Regions from separate parts of the Mus musculus genome. Here region 2 is linked to region 1. A link is a contact called in public promoter capture Hi-C data. All regions are on one chromosome and are shown on one strand. Each heading gives the region's core, a stretch centred on a gene start, on an enhancer-like site or on the middle of the called end of the contact. The rest is flanking DNA. Distances are from core to core; before and after follow the strand shown. Region 1 has its middle 26 kb from the start of Slc6a19. Region 2 overlaps Slc12a7 (solute carrier family 12, member 7).

Region 1 (7,886 bases), core at 1,595-4,094:
AGTATTAGTCAAACTGCTCACAGCCAGTGCTAAGGAGTTTTCCATGGGGCACATACTCAAATGGTTCACAGCCAGGAGTTTTCCATAGGGAGCATCCCGAAGCCAGAGTCCAGGTTCCTGGAAATGCTTCTGTGGGCCTTGGGCACATCTAGGCTGGGGCCAGACAGGACTAACCCATGGGGAATTCAGTTGGTCCCGCACAAGAGAAAAGTCTAGTGACTTTGTACAATGACAAACAGGGAAATGGAATCTGCTTTACATAAAACCCCAATTTTGAACAGTAAATGGGGTGAGGATAGAAAAGGGAGGTGACAGAGTTCAGAGAAGGCACAGGCAGTAAGTCGGAGACAGGTAGAGAACATGGTGTCAAGTGGGAGGCAGGGCACAGGATAGAGCATAGTCCCGAGGAAACAGAGAGCTTCTCCAGCGTCTCCTCCAATTTGTCAGAGGGTTTCCACAGTTATTGCTTCTTTTAGCTTGTTCATTCTTCTGTCCTCCATCTGAATTGTAAGTGTGGGCTCATGTTATACCCCAGGCTGGTCTAGAACAAAATCTATAGCTCAGGGTAGCCTTGAATCCTTGGCAGTCCTCAGTGACTGAGGGGACAAGCATGGGCCACCATACCCAGCTCTCAATAAGTTGTCTCTGTTATGTATCAGTAAATAAAGAAAACATTGATGATAAGACATTGTCCTCCCAACACAGACATGGCCTCAGTGCCACACTTTCCTGGTCTATAATTGTAATCCCAATCTCGATGGCCAGCCGACTATTTATAGCTTCTGCAATTTTTTGGCTGTTAGGTGAGGTCTGACTTAACCCTGCAAGCGGCATACTTTTCTCAGAGTTCCATAGATCATACCATTAATCCCTTACACCCACTCTGTCCATTCAGTTTGTCTTTTCTGAAGGGTACCTCCTACTGTACAGAGCATTTTGAGCCTTGATCAGGAAGACATTCCCCTGGCCATGTGATAGTACCCTTTTTGTCAGGTCAGGACTCTAGAGGCCTCTCCAAACTAGAGGTGCCAATGCATGGATACTTGGATGAACCTTGAATGTCACCATGAGAGGCACAGGAGGCAGAGGGCATGGCGGTGACTCAGATGAAAGCAAGTAGCAGATCTGGAACACTTTGTCATGAGACTTCACAAGCAAGGAGGCCTCTCCATTCCCCAATCAGCCACAGGCCCTGGACACAGAAATCCAGCCTGTCAACATTTGTATGTCCTAAGGATCCACTAGAGTGTCCTACCTACCATACTGGGCAGTGGCCTCTCTACTGTTAAAAAGACACTAAGGCATGTATGATCACTGCCCAGGCTACTAAGAGAGCTGACAGAGGCTTCAGGAACTTTTGAAAAGGCATCAGGCATCTCTGGGGCCACAAGGGAAGATGACACTTTCAGTGGCAGCAGAGGGAGGGAGAGGGACATTGCCCAAAGGGAGGTGAAGCCCACAAGTTCTCATTTTAGAGAAAGCCATGAAGAGTTGTGAACTAGGCTGTTCCAGAAGTTGTCCCCAAGTGGGCAACTACAGAATGAATCTATTTCAACTTATTTCAGAGAGACCTTGATAGAGCAGGACTCCAGGGCTGGCCTGGTCACCAGAATCAGAGCCAGGCTCCTCTGACCTCACTCAGGGAGCATATCTAATCTTATCCCTGGAGTTGGGGAGTGTTCCAGGGTGTGTCTCCTTCTGCCAGGAAAGGGTTTTCAAGGAAGCCTGGGTGATCAAAAGGCAGGAAGGTGGGAGAGTCAGAGAAAGGAAGTCATAGAGAGATGTCAGAGAAACAAAAATATAGAGACTGAGAAGTGTGGGCAGAGAGACAAGGCTGTAACCAGCTACCTCTCTATAAGATGACAGGTGTCCCACCTACCACACAGGACAGAGCCTTTTGGGCTTGGGGGGGTGTCTTAGGGCTTTCATAGGGTGGGCTTTCCTGAGTGGAATGTGGAGGCAGTAAGACAGTTACCAATGGATAGGTTAGAGATGTGGCCCATGGATTGAAATGCTGGTTCCCCCAGACCCAGTCCAGCTCTAGGAAGTCAGTCTCATTGGTGCCCATTTTGGGAGGGTCTTTGTGTTTGGCTGCAACTACAGTAGGTGACAAATATCGCAAGCCCTGTCCAGATGAGGGCAGGAGAGTTTGGATGCTTAGGTAGACCTTGTTCATTTTTGGGTCCCCCATTCACTATTCTGAATGGAGATTTTGTGTCATGTCTACACCTAATCAAGTGTTGGTAAAGAAGTCTGACCCTGAACAAGGAGACCCTAGATGACAATCACAGGAAGTTTGAAGCTTGCCCATGGTCATGGTCTCCCCAGGACAGAAGGATTATGCCTGGTCAGAGACTTTCATCACCATCCACCTGACCAGGGAGATGCTGTCAACTGTTCTTAGGCCCTGAAGCATCTCTTCTCCACAGGGGAAGATCAGCCAGAGCTGTGAGCCAGAGGCTGCAGATCTGGTGTGAGCCAGGGTCCCAGGGGAGGCTGTCTGGTTAGTTGCTTGAGGGGTGGTGAGAGCAGAAGCTGTTGCTTCACACTGATACAGTGCAGATAGGGAGATCCTGCCAACTCTCTTGTCCATTGTCCAGTCCCCACCCTGCACCCTAGGTATTAAGGTGGACCAAATCCCAGCCAGCAGAAGGTTTGCGTGAACATGTTGTAAATATTCACAGATCCTTGTCAGTTTTGGAACTTGCCACCTACTATAACAATTCCTGGATGTGCTCACCCAGCAGGAGGTCAGCCTTCCCCCAAGGCTCCGTTCCCACAGTAACCAGCTCCAGTCAGTTAAGGGTTTTAGGACACCCTGCTGCCAACCCTGAATTCCCAGAAAAACAATTGGCCCCTCCGGAGCAGAGTAGAAAGGAAAAGGCAATCTGCTCTGCCCTGGACCAGACTAAGGCTTTCTGGACAGAAAAGGGAAATTCCACTTAAAATGGCATCCTTGCTTAACATGTGCTTCTACGGGATTTCCTTTGATTTTGGCCTCCTCTTCTGGAAACGGTATTCTGAGATCTGTATCTCCAAGGCTCATGGGAGGTGCCTGCACTGAGACACCTCTCCTGGAAGTCTTGGACCTCATCTCCTTGTTCCAAGACTCTCATTTTGTGCTGGTGGCAGTGTTGAAAGTACCTTGTTGACCTGGGATGCTGAGAGAGGCAGAGCAGCCCCTCCTAACTCCTCTCACTGTCACTACTCCCAGTTCCAAGTGGAAGGGAGAGTAAGTAAAAGCTAGATGGTCCCAAGCTGATACTGGTATGTTCCTGTCGCTCAGCATTGCACAGAAGGTAGTACATAGCTCAAAGGGAAGCAGAGTTTACACTTGAGCCAAACATGAATGACCACAGCCCCAGAACCCCAAAACACCAGGCACCAATGAGGAAATGGTTTCACAAAGCTTTTTAGTTACAAATACGGTCATAAATCAAGGCATTTCCCAAATACATTGGTTCAGATACAGGATGTATAGAAAACTGGGGGGGGGGGGGGGGGAGATCGCCACCAGAAGTCTTAGATGTTATCTGATGACATTCTTAGCTTTTGGGTTGGTGAAAGCTAGTGGTCTGCTAAAGTGACACATTGCAAGAATTTATCTAATAGTCATAAGGACATTATGTGTGACACAGAGGTGGTGAGTAACTAAGTATTAAGCATATTAAAGATAGCCCAGGGACTGGTAAGATGGCTCAGCGGGTAAGAACACCCGACTGCTCTTCTGAAGGTCCTGAGTTCAAGTCCCAGCAACCACATGGTGGCTCACAACCTTCTGTAAGGAGATCTGATGCCCTCCCTCTTCTGGTGTGTCTGAAGACAGCTGCAGTGTACTTACATATAATAAATAAATAAAATCTTAAAAGTAAAAGAAAACAATGTTTTTTTTTTAAAAAAAAAGATAGCCCAGGATAATTTGACTCCAGAGCTACAACACTCCAAATCTCCAAAACTCAAGACACTTTAGTCAGCTAAATAGCATTTCGAATATTTATCAAAGGTGTGGCTTTTTTCTGTGAATTCACTGGAACAATGGGGAAAAGGTGGGGGAGACAGACAAGTGGGATCTGCCTTGTTCTGTCCACTAAATTCTGTAATTCTAAACTTCTCTTTAAAATGAGCTCTAAACTTAGAGTCAAACCAATGGAACACATTCATTCTTGAGACACTGGAAGGAGTCAGCTAGTATCTTGGTTGTATCTGACACTTGGCCATGAAGGAGGCCCAGGAGAGCTGGTGCTTCCTTCCTTTCTGCCTCCAGAAGATTCTTACCAGCTACGGGGGCCACAGCAGGTAGGGGCCTGAGCTTTCCTGAGCATTGGAACAGAGACAGGCTATGTTCAAATGAGTTCTGGGTGGGTATCCCTATAGCCTACAGGTAGTTTTTCTTTTGGTATTGTACAAGGATTTTAATCCAACAACATGGCTACTCTGACTGGAATACAGACAGGCTCTTAGCACACACCTTTAATCCCTCTGGCTGCAATACAGACACACTCTTAGCACACACCTTTAATCCCAAATAATGAAAGTAAAGTTAGTTTGTAGAAGGAAGCACCCGTGTTTGAAAGTGATGTCTAATTAAAAAGCAGAAAAGTGATGAATTAGAGAGAGCTTAGACAATAGGATATGCCTGTCACGAGAGCAGAGTGAAAAGAAAGGCTACTTAAGAGAGAGCAGTGCAGAGAGAGAAGGGAGGCAGTTTTACCAGACAGTTGTACAGAAACATGTTGCAGAGAGAGAACAAGCTAGACACAGGTGAAGATGGGATGAGCCAGAGAATGGGAAGGAGCTAGAAGATTAGAACATACTGCCAAAGTCAGTGTGAGGCCAAGCAGATCAATTCAGGAGAAGGCAAGAAAAAAGTCAGATAGACTCAGTCAGCGTGGAGAGGAGTCTGAGGCAGAATGGCTGAGTTAAATCAGCCAGTCAGAGATCAGAAAGAAGTAGGAAGTGGTGAGCATGTTCAGCCGCAAGTCTCAGAGACTGAAAACACTCTAGGACTAGATAAGGTTTACGGAGGCTAGACGCTTCCACGATTAGGACTAGGTTAGGCAGACTCAGTAAGCCTCTGAGTCAATTATATCAGGTGAATAAAAGGTACTTTCACACACACACACACACACACACACACACACACACACTATATATATATATATATATATATATATATATATATATATATATATATTCTCATTCATGAGACTGGCAAAAAGATATAACCTTGTAGATGTATGTGGCCAGGGTCAGTTAGAACATCCCAAATGTTTTCTTGATGTATCACAGTCCTAGCTATAAACTTCTGTCTGTCCGCCTGTCTGTCTTCCTTCCTTCCTTCCTTCTTTTTTTAGATTTATTTATCTATTTTGTATGAGTACACTGTTGTTGTCTTCAGACACACCAGAAGAGGGCATCAGATCCCATTACAGGTGGTTGTGAACTACCATGTGTCTGCTGGAAATTGAACTCAAGATCTCTGGAAGAGCAGTCAGTGCGCTCTGTCTCTGTTTCTGTCTCTGTCTCTGTCTCTCTTCCTCTCTCTCAAAAGTCAAAATCTTCAGTTAAGATTTATTTTATTTATATGAGTGCATGGTAGCTGTCTTCAGACACACCAGAAGAAGGTATTTCATGAGGGTGAACCACCATGTAGTTGCTGGGAATTGAACTCAGGACCTCTGGAAGAGCAGAAGGTGCTCTTACCCTCTGAGCCAGCCCCAACTCCTGTCTTTCTAAGAGGTGCTGGAGCATCTCAGCTGCCCCTCTCTGCTCTTGCTCAGCACCTACACGATGTGGTGGCATTTTCCCAGTGACTGTGAAAAGGAACTTGGTCAGAGTGGGGTATGGGTGCTGGTGGGATCAGGCAAGGTCTGTTCAGGATGGGTCTACCTATGGGAGACACGGTGTGGTCAGTGAAGGTGGCTGGGTCATTGCCTGGGTTTACTGAGCAGTGGTGACCAGGATTTGGCTGTCAGTAGGCACATTACAGGTATTTGAGAACTCAGTATCTATCTTAGAGAATCTCAAGGTCACAATACCCAGAAGCTCTCAAGAGAGATCAATGCTGCATCCCTGGCTACACAACTCTTAGGTCAGCTGCTCAGCTCCTGGCTATGGCCTCCCTGAAGAAGGCCCGCCCTACAACAAGACACATCTTTTTGATAGTCCACCAGTGCCCTGGATATCCAAGCTCACACCTAAGATTTCTGGGTGAGTGGACAAGAAGACTCTGTGACAGGAGCCTACTGATGCAGTATTGAGGTGGGAGCATGGGGCAGCCAGGATGGCAGGAGAGACCTAGGAGTCCCAAGCAGAGTCCTTATGACCTAAGTGGACTGACTAATCTTGGGTGACTTGAGCTGGCTGGGGGTGACACTGCTCATCAGGGTTTCCATGGACTAGTGTGCAGATGCCAGGTCCAGGGAGCTGGGTCCTCTGGGGATCCCGACTTGCTTACCCCTGTTCCTCCGTGTAAATGAGATTGTCCCTCTGAAAGCATTACTTCATTAATTCATTGTCTCAAGTGACGTGATGTATAAGGGCTACTCAGCCTGATGAGTGTGGGACAGTCCTGTCTCTATTCTTTTTTTTTTTTTCTTTTTTTTGGTTTTTCAAGACAGGGTTTCTCTGTATAGTCCTGGCTGTCCTGGAACTCACTTTGTAGACCAGGCTGGCCTCGAACTCAGAAATCAGCCTGCCTCTGCCTCCCCAGTGCTGGGATTAAAGGTGTGCGCCCACACCCGGCTCCTGTCTCTATTCTTATGTTAAGGCAACACCATCCCCCAGGGACCTAGAAAAATTTTGGCCAAACTTGCTCTCAGTCCTGCCCTTGCCAGCATGATCAACAGCCTACACAGGGCGGGCCCCCACCCAAGCTGTACAAATCCCACCTTAGTACAAACTTTGTGTGAATATGCTCTGTGTTGGTGCCCTCTGCTGGTCCAATCATGTGGTTTTTCTAGCTGTTTCCTGAGTTAGCCCGTTCAGCACAAAATCACAGGGCTCCACTCCCTCCTCATTCCCCCCTCAGTGCTTTGAACCATCCCCAATTAAACCTCTCCTTCCAGTAGGAGGGTCAGAGCTGGAGTCGAGTTCTCTGGGGTCAGGAATACAGACTGCCCAGCAGCAAGTGAACTCTGTCCATCTGGCCCTAGGTGGTTATTCAGGCTTGCCAGCAAGAAGCAGCCCGGAGGAGGAGAAACATGTCCTTCCGTGAGTAACACTGCTAGAGGTGAGGTTGCCTGCCAAGTTGCTACTTTCCTACTCTACCCCCGTGGTTGACCTAAGTTGTCTGACTCTGACCCTGGATGACATATCAAGGTTAGAGGTTTTGGTAAACAGGCCTCCCACTCCTTACCCGCGACTCTTTCTTCTGCATTGCAACATTTCTGCCAGGCTCTGTCCAAAGCAGCACTGGCCTGAGGAGGCCAGCAGCAGCAGCAGCAGCAGCAGCAGCAGCAGCAGCAGCAGCAGCAGCAGCAGCAGCAGCAGCAGCAGCAGGGAAGCAGGCTAGAGACACAACCCACACTGCCACCTGCAGCAGCCTGAAGTATTCTTTCTCCTTTAGGGACCTCCTGTTACTCCTTTTTGTTGTTGTTTTGTTGAGCCCCCTTTTGTTATTTTTAACTCCTCTTTTATTCAGATGCTAGAAGGACACTGGGCATGCTTTCCCTGATATTCTGGGATTTCTTGCTCTTTCTCTGATTTTTTTTTTTTCCTCCTTGTGGGGCCGCCTGTCTTCCGTGTGCTTATTTGTCAGCCTCTACTCAGAAGATATGGCTCTCTTCATCTTTATCTCTCATCCAAGAAGCTATGGACATTTCCATCTCTCCACTTTGCTTGCCCTGCTTCTCCTAGTCTCCTCTCTGACAGTATATCACTGTGTA
Region 2 (7,886 bases), core at 3,892-6,391, 76 kb before region 1:
CTACCTTCTCCCCAGTGCACACACCTCTCTCTCCCGCTCATTCTTTGACAACTGCATCTGTTTCAGCATCTGTGACCTCTGCTCCATCATTAGCGTCTTCTCATAGGTGAATGCGGAAATATCATTTTCAACCTAAAAAGCGTCAAGTCACAGAAGTAAACAATGCATACAAAACATGGTGTCGCCGCCAACCAAAACCTACCCAATCCCCATTGTCAAGTGGACCTAAGCAAGCAGTGGCCGTGTACGCCAGGCCTAGATTTCTGTCCCTGGAGTATCAGAGCTCTCTATCCCAGAGCCTGGGAAGGCATGAGAATGTGTGACTATTGATGCAAATGTGTGGTTTGCAATAACAGGTGGACAAATACAACAGCCTACCTAAGTTCCTGCTGGGGACTCTGTGACATCACCACACTGTCAATGATGATGCTGCAGTTCACACTGACTAAGCACAGAGCTGTTCAGGGTTCTGGACAGGGCATTCCTGGCTTGTCTGTAAGAGCTGTGGTCTCAAGGAACACATATTCCTAAATAACTGGTGTCATTTCCTGTCTCAGACAAGCTCACTCTTCACAGAGTTATTAAATTCACAGGGAAAAGATACCAAACCAAGGACAGCAGCATTTAAGCACTAGTGATCTAATGATCCTGAATGTTGGCATTCAGACTATCCCTGCCAGTTACACCCAAACACCTAAAACCTTACACTCTGGGTAGCCCCTTGTCAGTTGACCATGTCCCCAGGGTAGGGACAGAGGTCTGTATTCTAGTGGGAACTCATAGGGAGATTAGCTCTAGAAGCCAAGCCCGAGGCTGAGAGCTTAGGCAGCTCATGCATTGTACATTACAGACACTGGTCCAGGCCAGTGGACTGCTGGTCTCCATGTCTAGCCTGGACTACCTCACAAGACCCCGTCTGGGCAGCTTCTGTTACTTAGTCAAAAGGGTAGTTTCTGACTACTAATAATGCAGACAGACCTAGAGTGCCACCTACAGAGAAGGTTACAAACAGAAGCCACAGAGAGCGGGTCTGCAACTCCAGATGGCTGAGAAATGTCCAAATGTGGATATGCATTTCTGAACAGCACACCCAGAGCAACAAAACCCAGTGATGCCCCAACCTGCACATACCCAAAACTCTCATAGAGGTCTCAAAGTCTTATACATAGTCTCCTATCGAATGAGAAAACATAAACCCATACCACAAGGTTCCCTGGGAGCTGACAAGAAGATGCAAGAGGTCGTCAATAATGCAGAGAGATGCCAGACCTCATCCATGATTAAAGAGACACAGGCAGAGAAAGGCAGTTTGCAAGCTCCAGCAAAGAAGCACCGCTGCAGCCCTGGAGCTGGGACTCCTCCATGTGACCATGAAGGGTAGTGGGAGGTCCCTTTACCCAATGAGGCACTCCACATGGCCATGGAAAAGAAATGGGCCCTTCTGGGACACCCCTCTAACATAATCCCTCTGTGAGACTGTAGAGAAGCAGGCCTCTATGGGACTATTTCTATCCAATGTGACTCTCTGCCAGTTCTACTCCAGAAACTGAGCTACATAGCCATGCAGAGACCGTGTACTGGGTGTCATCCATGATCAGGTGACAGAGGAGTAAGCCATAGAGACCACACAAGTGAGAACATAGCATTCAGAGAAAGCAGAAGGCAGGAAGGAGCAAAGGATACACAGTCAATCCACAAGGGGCTGCTCGGTCAGTAGGAACAATCTTGGGTCCTCAGGGGCAGCTGGAGTGGGTATCTCAGAATGAACCTCACTCCTTAGTCATTCAGACACAGTAAACCGCATCTACTGTGACCCAGGGTCACTTTATTCTATCTGTTAGCCCCAGCATGACTTCACTCATGGCCCGATATATCCACAGATAGGCAAATAATTTCTAGTTGAGGAACTATGAAGTCATGGACAAAAACAGAGCCCCAAGCATCCACATCTGATTTGGTCAGTTGCTGGCCAAACCTCCCAAGGAGCAGCCACATCAAGCTCCTGTCAGCAAGTGCCTCTTAACTGAACTCAGGGACCCTGGTGGGGGAGCTGGCAGAAGGATTGCAACCCCACAGGAAAAACAACATCAGCTGGCTGGACCACCCAGTGCTCCCAGGGACTAACCCACCAACCAAGGAGTGTACAGGGAGGAATCCATGGCTCCAGATACATAGGTAGCACAAGATGGCCTTTGTCTGACATCAATGGGAGGGGAGACCCTTGGTCCTGTGGAGGTCTGATGACCCAGCGTAGGGGGATGCTGGAGGAGTGGGGTGGGGTGGGAGAGGGTGGGTGGGTCGGGGAGCACCATCATACAGGCAAAGGGGAGGGAGGTTGTGGGATGGGGTAGCAGGGAAATGGGATATCATTTGAGATGTAAACGAATGGAGTGAGTAATAAAACAAAACAAAAAACTAGAACCCCAGGCTCCAGACCTCTGAGCAGACCTCACTCCCAGGGAGTACACCCCACAGACCTTCTCCACCAGAGCTGCTGTCAGCTGAGACAAGCTCAGATGTAGGATGGGAACAGTAAGACTATACAAGTGCTACCCTATGGAACATGCCGGGATGTACTATCTCTGTTATTCCAAAAGTGTAGCATGACATCCAAGTCCGTCCATCCGTCTGTCTGCCCATCTGCACCCTCCCGTCCCCAGCACACAGCTGTGCACGCACCATCTCCACCACCTCCACCTCGGCACTGATCCTGAGGTGGTACAGGAACATCTGCAGGTCCTTCTTCATCTGGATGCTGTTATCATCCACCTGGGCCACAGTGAAGATGCGCATCCGGCACTTTCGCCACACCTGGGGAAGAGGGGGGACATTTCTGCAGGAACTCAGGCAAGGCCACACCCTCCACATAGTGGTGTCCCTGTAGCCTAGCTGTTGGCCTATGGTCCTACGACAGACACCTTGTGCTGGCGCAGCAGAAAGGGCAGAAGCATGAGCATGCCCCCGTCATGCACGATCCACCACACATCAATGTTCCCGTCGCTGAAGCGCTCTTGGTTTTGTGGGAATAAGTCAATGTTCTTGGCCACCAACAAGGCCTGATGTGCTGCTGTAGTGTCACGGACTGTGTCTGTGGAGAAAGGTATCCATGGGTAAGTTACCAAGGGCCAGCTGGACCATGGGGTCTCATGAGGGGATGAGCAGGGAGCTAGCTTCCCTCCAGACAGTGGGAAGACTGTCACAAGCTAAGTAGGCATGGTCCCATGAAGTCATCTAACCAGGGGGTGGCGGGGAGGCATCAAAGAACAACTTTCCATATCAGAGCTATTCCATCATCTCCAGAGGACAGTGTGTCACATTCTAGGAAAATCCCCACATGGGGACTGGGCTTGGGCATGAGAGGAGAGTATTCAAGAATGCAAACCTGCCATTTGCTTTTTCTGTAACTAACAACTTGGCCAGCACATTCCAAGGCCCCAAGTCTATATTTTCTGGCCATACACTTAGTGTGACAGTAACACTTGGGATGGGCATGGTTGCCACACCCACCTACAAAGTTCTTCCAGGAGAAAGGATTATCTGCCTCCTTCCAAGCCTCTGGCCAGGCCATGAGGACAGTGTTGTGTTTCATGCCACCGAGGCCAGCCGACTGGATCAGGTGGGACGCACCATCTCGCAGGTTGGAGGACACCACCAGCTGGCAGAAGCCCTTCGTCTTCTCTGCACTCATCAGAGACCGGATATTCTGTGGGAGTTGTGGAGGCAGGTGTTAGTACAGGATGCTAAGACACATGCCAGGGACAACATGCCCTTCGTCCCTACAGTGAGGCAGCCCCACACATATTCTTCTGGTGTGTCTGAAGACACCTACAGTGTACTCATACAAATAAAAATCAATAAATCTTTTAAAAAGAATAAGCATCCAACACTCATGGGCCATGCTTCATGGACCGACTTTAACAGCCTTTGAGGGAATGGAATGCTCCAGTAAGGGCTATCAGACAAGCCACCATGTCAGTCTCCACACCTGTCCACTCCCGTCATTCCATCACTATGTCAGGCATCTACCAGGACAGCTCTTCCCTCCCCAGAGCTGCTTAGGGACAATGGAGAGAGAGATTGTACGCTACGACTCAGGACACACCATTCACGAGTCAACAGCCTAGGGATGCTGTCCTTCTACAGCAGGCAGCCTACTAGGTCCTGTTGGGTGCAGGGTATCTGATGGTACCTAGAGGAACAGCCCTACTAGACTTCACACTTATGTGGACGGTGACCCTCATGCCTTTGCGCTCGCTCTCCCTTTTAGATCAGGAAGACCATGTGGTCACCGTCAGGCAAACGTTTTTCCACATCTCTTGGTAATAAGCACAGAGAGGAGTCCGTTTCGGTGTGGCCTGTGACGAGGTCCAGACTTGTTGATGCTTACAACTTTGGAGACTGCAGTGCAACGAATGTAGTTGCGTGGGAGGGAGATGTGTTTGGGGAACGAGGACAGTGACGGGTTGAATGGTGTTCCCAAGAGGGGTTCGTTTTGACCGTGCTACAGCCAAAATGGGGAAACATGGCCTTATTTGGAAAAAGTATCCTAACTGTTCAATGGGACCCTGAACTCAGTAACAAGTAACTCAGACAAGACGGAGGAAAGAGAGATCTGAGAAGGAAGGCAGCCATGTGGAGACAGGCTAAGCCTAGGAATGCCTGGAGCCCCCCCCCCCCCCAGCAAAGCCAGAAGAGGGAGAAAGTGATTTGAGCCCACTCTGCCCATACCTCAAATTTAGACTTCACCTAGTCTAGGTTTGCTCCACTGGTCACAAGACTCACTATTCTCCCTCCTTTGCCTGATTTCGACTGCCTCCTATATTGGTCCCACAATGACTGCCCTGCACTACAGTTCCACAACTAAAGCTGTACTGACAATACACACGGTTCCCAGCCATCCTTTCACCTCTACCCTTGCTTTGTGTTCACCTCCACCAACCACCAGCCAGCCATCTAGGGTAGACCAGGCTCACAAGAGGAACATGTTCCACTTATAGAATTCTGCGTAATTCAGAAACAATCTAAACACACTGTCCTAAAAGGGGAACATGCCAGTGATTGAGAGGCAGCCCAGGCGGGAGGCGTGGTCACAGGGACACAGCTGCTCCCAGGCAGGAAGGACAGTGCCCATGATGGGGGTTTCATAGGAGAAGTACTGGAGAGGCTGACTCAGCTCGATGGCATGTGTGTGGCAGGGCTACTCTGTCCTCCTATGGGCTGAAGCTGGCTAAAGGTCACAGCACAGAGGAACACTGCGGAGGACTGACCAGAAGGATATGCCTACCGTACACGGTACCTACACACCCCTGCCCTGGCTTTGTGATGCCTGTGTCCCTGACAAAGGCTGCAACATTGCTTTCCCCAGGCTAGACCCAAAGAGCTGGAGCTGGATCTTAGTTTTTGCCTTACTGCTAGAGAATCGCCTGCCCAGCCTAAGGTTTTAGAGGACAGAGCCCTGACCAGGCAGGAATCTGGTCCAGATAAGAAGTTGGCACATCTGCCAAAGCCACTGTGGGCAGGGAAACCTCACAGAAGAGGAAGACAGGACCCTTAGTTAGGGAAGGATAGGGTGACTCAAACCCTCAAGCCCTTTCATGCAAATGCTGCAGTAGAGGGAAAGTGATATTAACCCTGACATAGTAAGGAAATGCCCAGAACAAGCTTCTTACACAAGCTCTGATCACTTAAAATGAATGGCTTTCCCAAACTGTCTTCGTTTAATATTACTACTGATAGTCCGACTAAAGGGCAGAGCTCCATCAGGCAGGAGGGGCAGGTGGACCCTTGGGCAGCTCCTTCTGGCTTTTGCTGATCAATAAAAATGACTAATTCCAATGCTAAACCTTTCCTATGGGTACCAGGAGAGGCGAATACTTGGCTTCTGTTTCTCAACACATGTTCCTGATTCAGATTCTTTAGAACCTTCTGCCTAAAAGCAAATAGAGATTAAAATCATCCAACCAGGGTTTGAGTGTGGCTCAGTGGCTGAGTGAGCACTTGTCTAGCACATATGGGGTCCTGGGTCCCACCCCAGCACTACAGAATATAAATTAATCTAACAGACATACATGAGATAGCCACAGGAACTCTTTGGTTTTTGTTTGTTTGTTTGATTGATTGATTGATTGATTGATTGATTGATTGATTTTTGAGACAGGGTTTCTCTGTGTAGCCCTGGCTGTCCTGGAACTCACTTTGTAGACCAGGCTGGCCTCGAACTCAGAAATTCACCTACCTCTGCCTCCCAAGTGCTGGGATTAAAGGCATGTACCACCACGCCCGGCCACAGATACTCTTCTCATTTCTTATCAGAATGGAGATTGAAACCAGAGTCAGAGGGTCCCCAGCAGGCACTCACTTCAACACAAATACCTTTCCCCATGTTCTGCCAGTGACATCAGATAACAAACAAGAGTCCATGCACACCCTTCGAATCTGTCCAAAGGGTGGCCTTAACTCCAGAGATCCCCTCTAAAGTGTAGAGGAGACACCAGGAAAGGACATGAGCATACCATTGCTTAAAGCAGATGCTGGCCTTTTTTGTACCCAAGAAATATCACAGATAAAAACAAGAGCACCTCCAAGACAGAGCCACTCTCTCTCCCATAACAAAATGCCCCTCAGACCAGCTACAGGTCAGACACCAAAGGACAAGACAGAAAACCACCCATCCGTAAGGACTAGAGCTATGATGTTTAAATTCGTGGGTTTGCAGTCAGCAGCAGCCAGGGTTCGGATCGGAGGCTCCACATTCTAAGGGGCAACTGCTGGTTCTTTTGGAGGAGCAAGAAAACGATCCATCTCTTCTCTTGTCCTCTTTGATCTTGCCGAATCTCAAAGCTGCCTGACAGGCAGGCCGGGCAAGTAATGTCATCACTGAAAAAGCCACAAGATTGTCACTCCAGACCAGAGTTATCAATAGTCATTACCACCAATGCCCACAGTCAGTCCTCAGAATACACTCCACAGAGTCCACTCCACAGTCCACCCAGAATGGACTGGACTCAGAAATTGGGATGCAGCTTAGAGACACACAGACAGCAGGAAGCCTGAACGCACAAGCAAGACCAGATAAGGATAGCCATAAGAAAAATGCTCGCTGATCAACCCCTCCAGAGAAAAGGGTGACACCAAGACACGGCAGCTACGATGGAGCCTTAGGTAAGATCCACAAATATAGAGAGAGGAGTAAAAAAGGTTTCTGACAATCTGGGTAGCTGAACACTGGAGGTGGCAGGACCCTGCCTGGCCTTGTGAGGACAGCAGAGGCTGTAGATGGACATGAGAAACTGGTGACACTATTTGTTCTGTTTCTGCTTGGGCTGGAGGTTTCCTGTCACAACTGATCACAGAGAAATAAGAAAGCCTGTGTAGAAGAAGCCCAGGAGTTACAGGACCAGCAAATTGTGGGCAGCAGGCATCAGAGATGGCTCCAGTATGCTGTAGGAGGAGGTTCTGGTTACTCACCTCTTATCCAAAGGATCAGAACATCTGACAGCACACAGACTCATGTTTGTTTGTTTGGTTTTGGTTTTTTTCGAGACAGGGTTTCTCTGTGTAGCCCTGGCTGTCCTGGAACTCACTCTATAGACCAGGCTGGCCTCCAACTCAGAAATCCGCCTGTCTCTGTCTCCCAAGTACTGGGATTAAAGGTGTGCGCCACCACAGCCCAGCGCACACAGACTCATGACCCAACAATCTCTACCTACTAGAAGGTGCTGGGGTGCACAGGGAGCTATAACAGACACCAGGAACAAAGTGCCAAGGCTAGACACAGGGGCCCTCAGGGATCCAGTCCCATGGCAGTTGTCACTGCCCCTCTGTCTCAGGAGATCACACATCTCATCTCTTCAAATCTTACTTCTGATCCTTTCAGACTCAGTAGC

What was found. Capture Hi-C pulls out chosen DNA fragments and counts their contacts.
Region 2: a contact with region 1 is called in a promoter capture Hi-C map of adipose tissue. The contact joins two enhancer-like sites. A contact is called at or near these places in 17 of 39 promoter capture datasets (the 3T3-L1 cell line, 3T3-L1-derived adipocytes, the C10 cell line and 11 more), 2 of 15 datasets of contacts at CTCF or cohesin (embryonic stem cells and large pre-B cells), 56 of 484 Hi-C or Micro-C datasets (the 3T3-L1 cell line, 3T3-L1-derived adipocytes, the C10 cell line and 37 more), 9 of 115 datasets of contacts at active chromatin or transcription factors (CD4 T cells, T-cell acute lymphoblastic leukemia, double positive thymocytes and 5 more) and 5 of 9 other capture datasets (adipose tissue, embryonic stem cells, embryonic tail and 2 more).

The regions. Positions count from the first base shown.
Region 1 is chr13:73,722,574-73,730,459 of GRCm38.p6, reverse strand. No RefSeq gene overlaps it. Among named protein-coding and RNA genes, the nearest start is that of Slc6a19, 26 kb to the right of the region's middle. Within about 2 kb of position 2,844, at least 19 of the 459 cell types and tissues checked have an H3K27ac peak or open chromatin away from gene starts, as enhancers often do. A contact at or near this core is called in adipose tissue, where this site is marked.
Region 2 is chr13:73,801,231-73,809,116 of GRCm38.p6, reverse strand. Slc12a7 (solute carrier family 12, member 7) reads right to left here. Exons shown (of 24, transcript NM_011390.2): 18 at 3,508-3,703; 19 at 2,919-3,088; 20 at 2,680-2,811; 21 at 25-132. Among named protein-coding and RNA genes, the nearest start is that of Slc12a7, 41 kb to the right of the region's middle. Within about 2 kb of position 5,141, at least 114 of the 459 cell types and tissues checked have an H3K27ac peak or open chromatin away from gene starts, as enhancers often do. A contact at or near this core is called in adipose tissue, where this site is marked.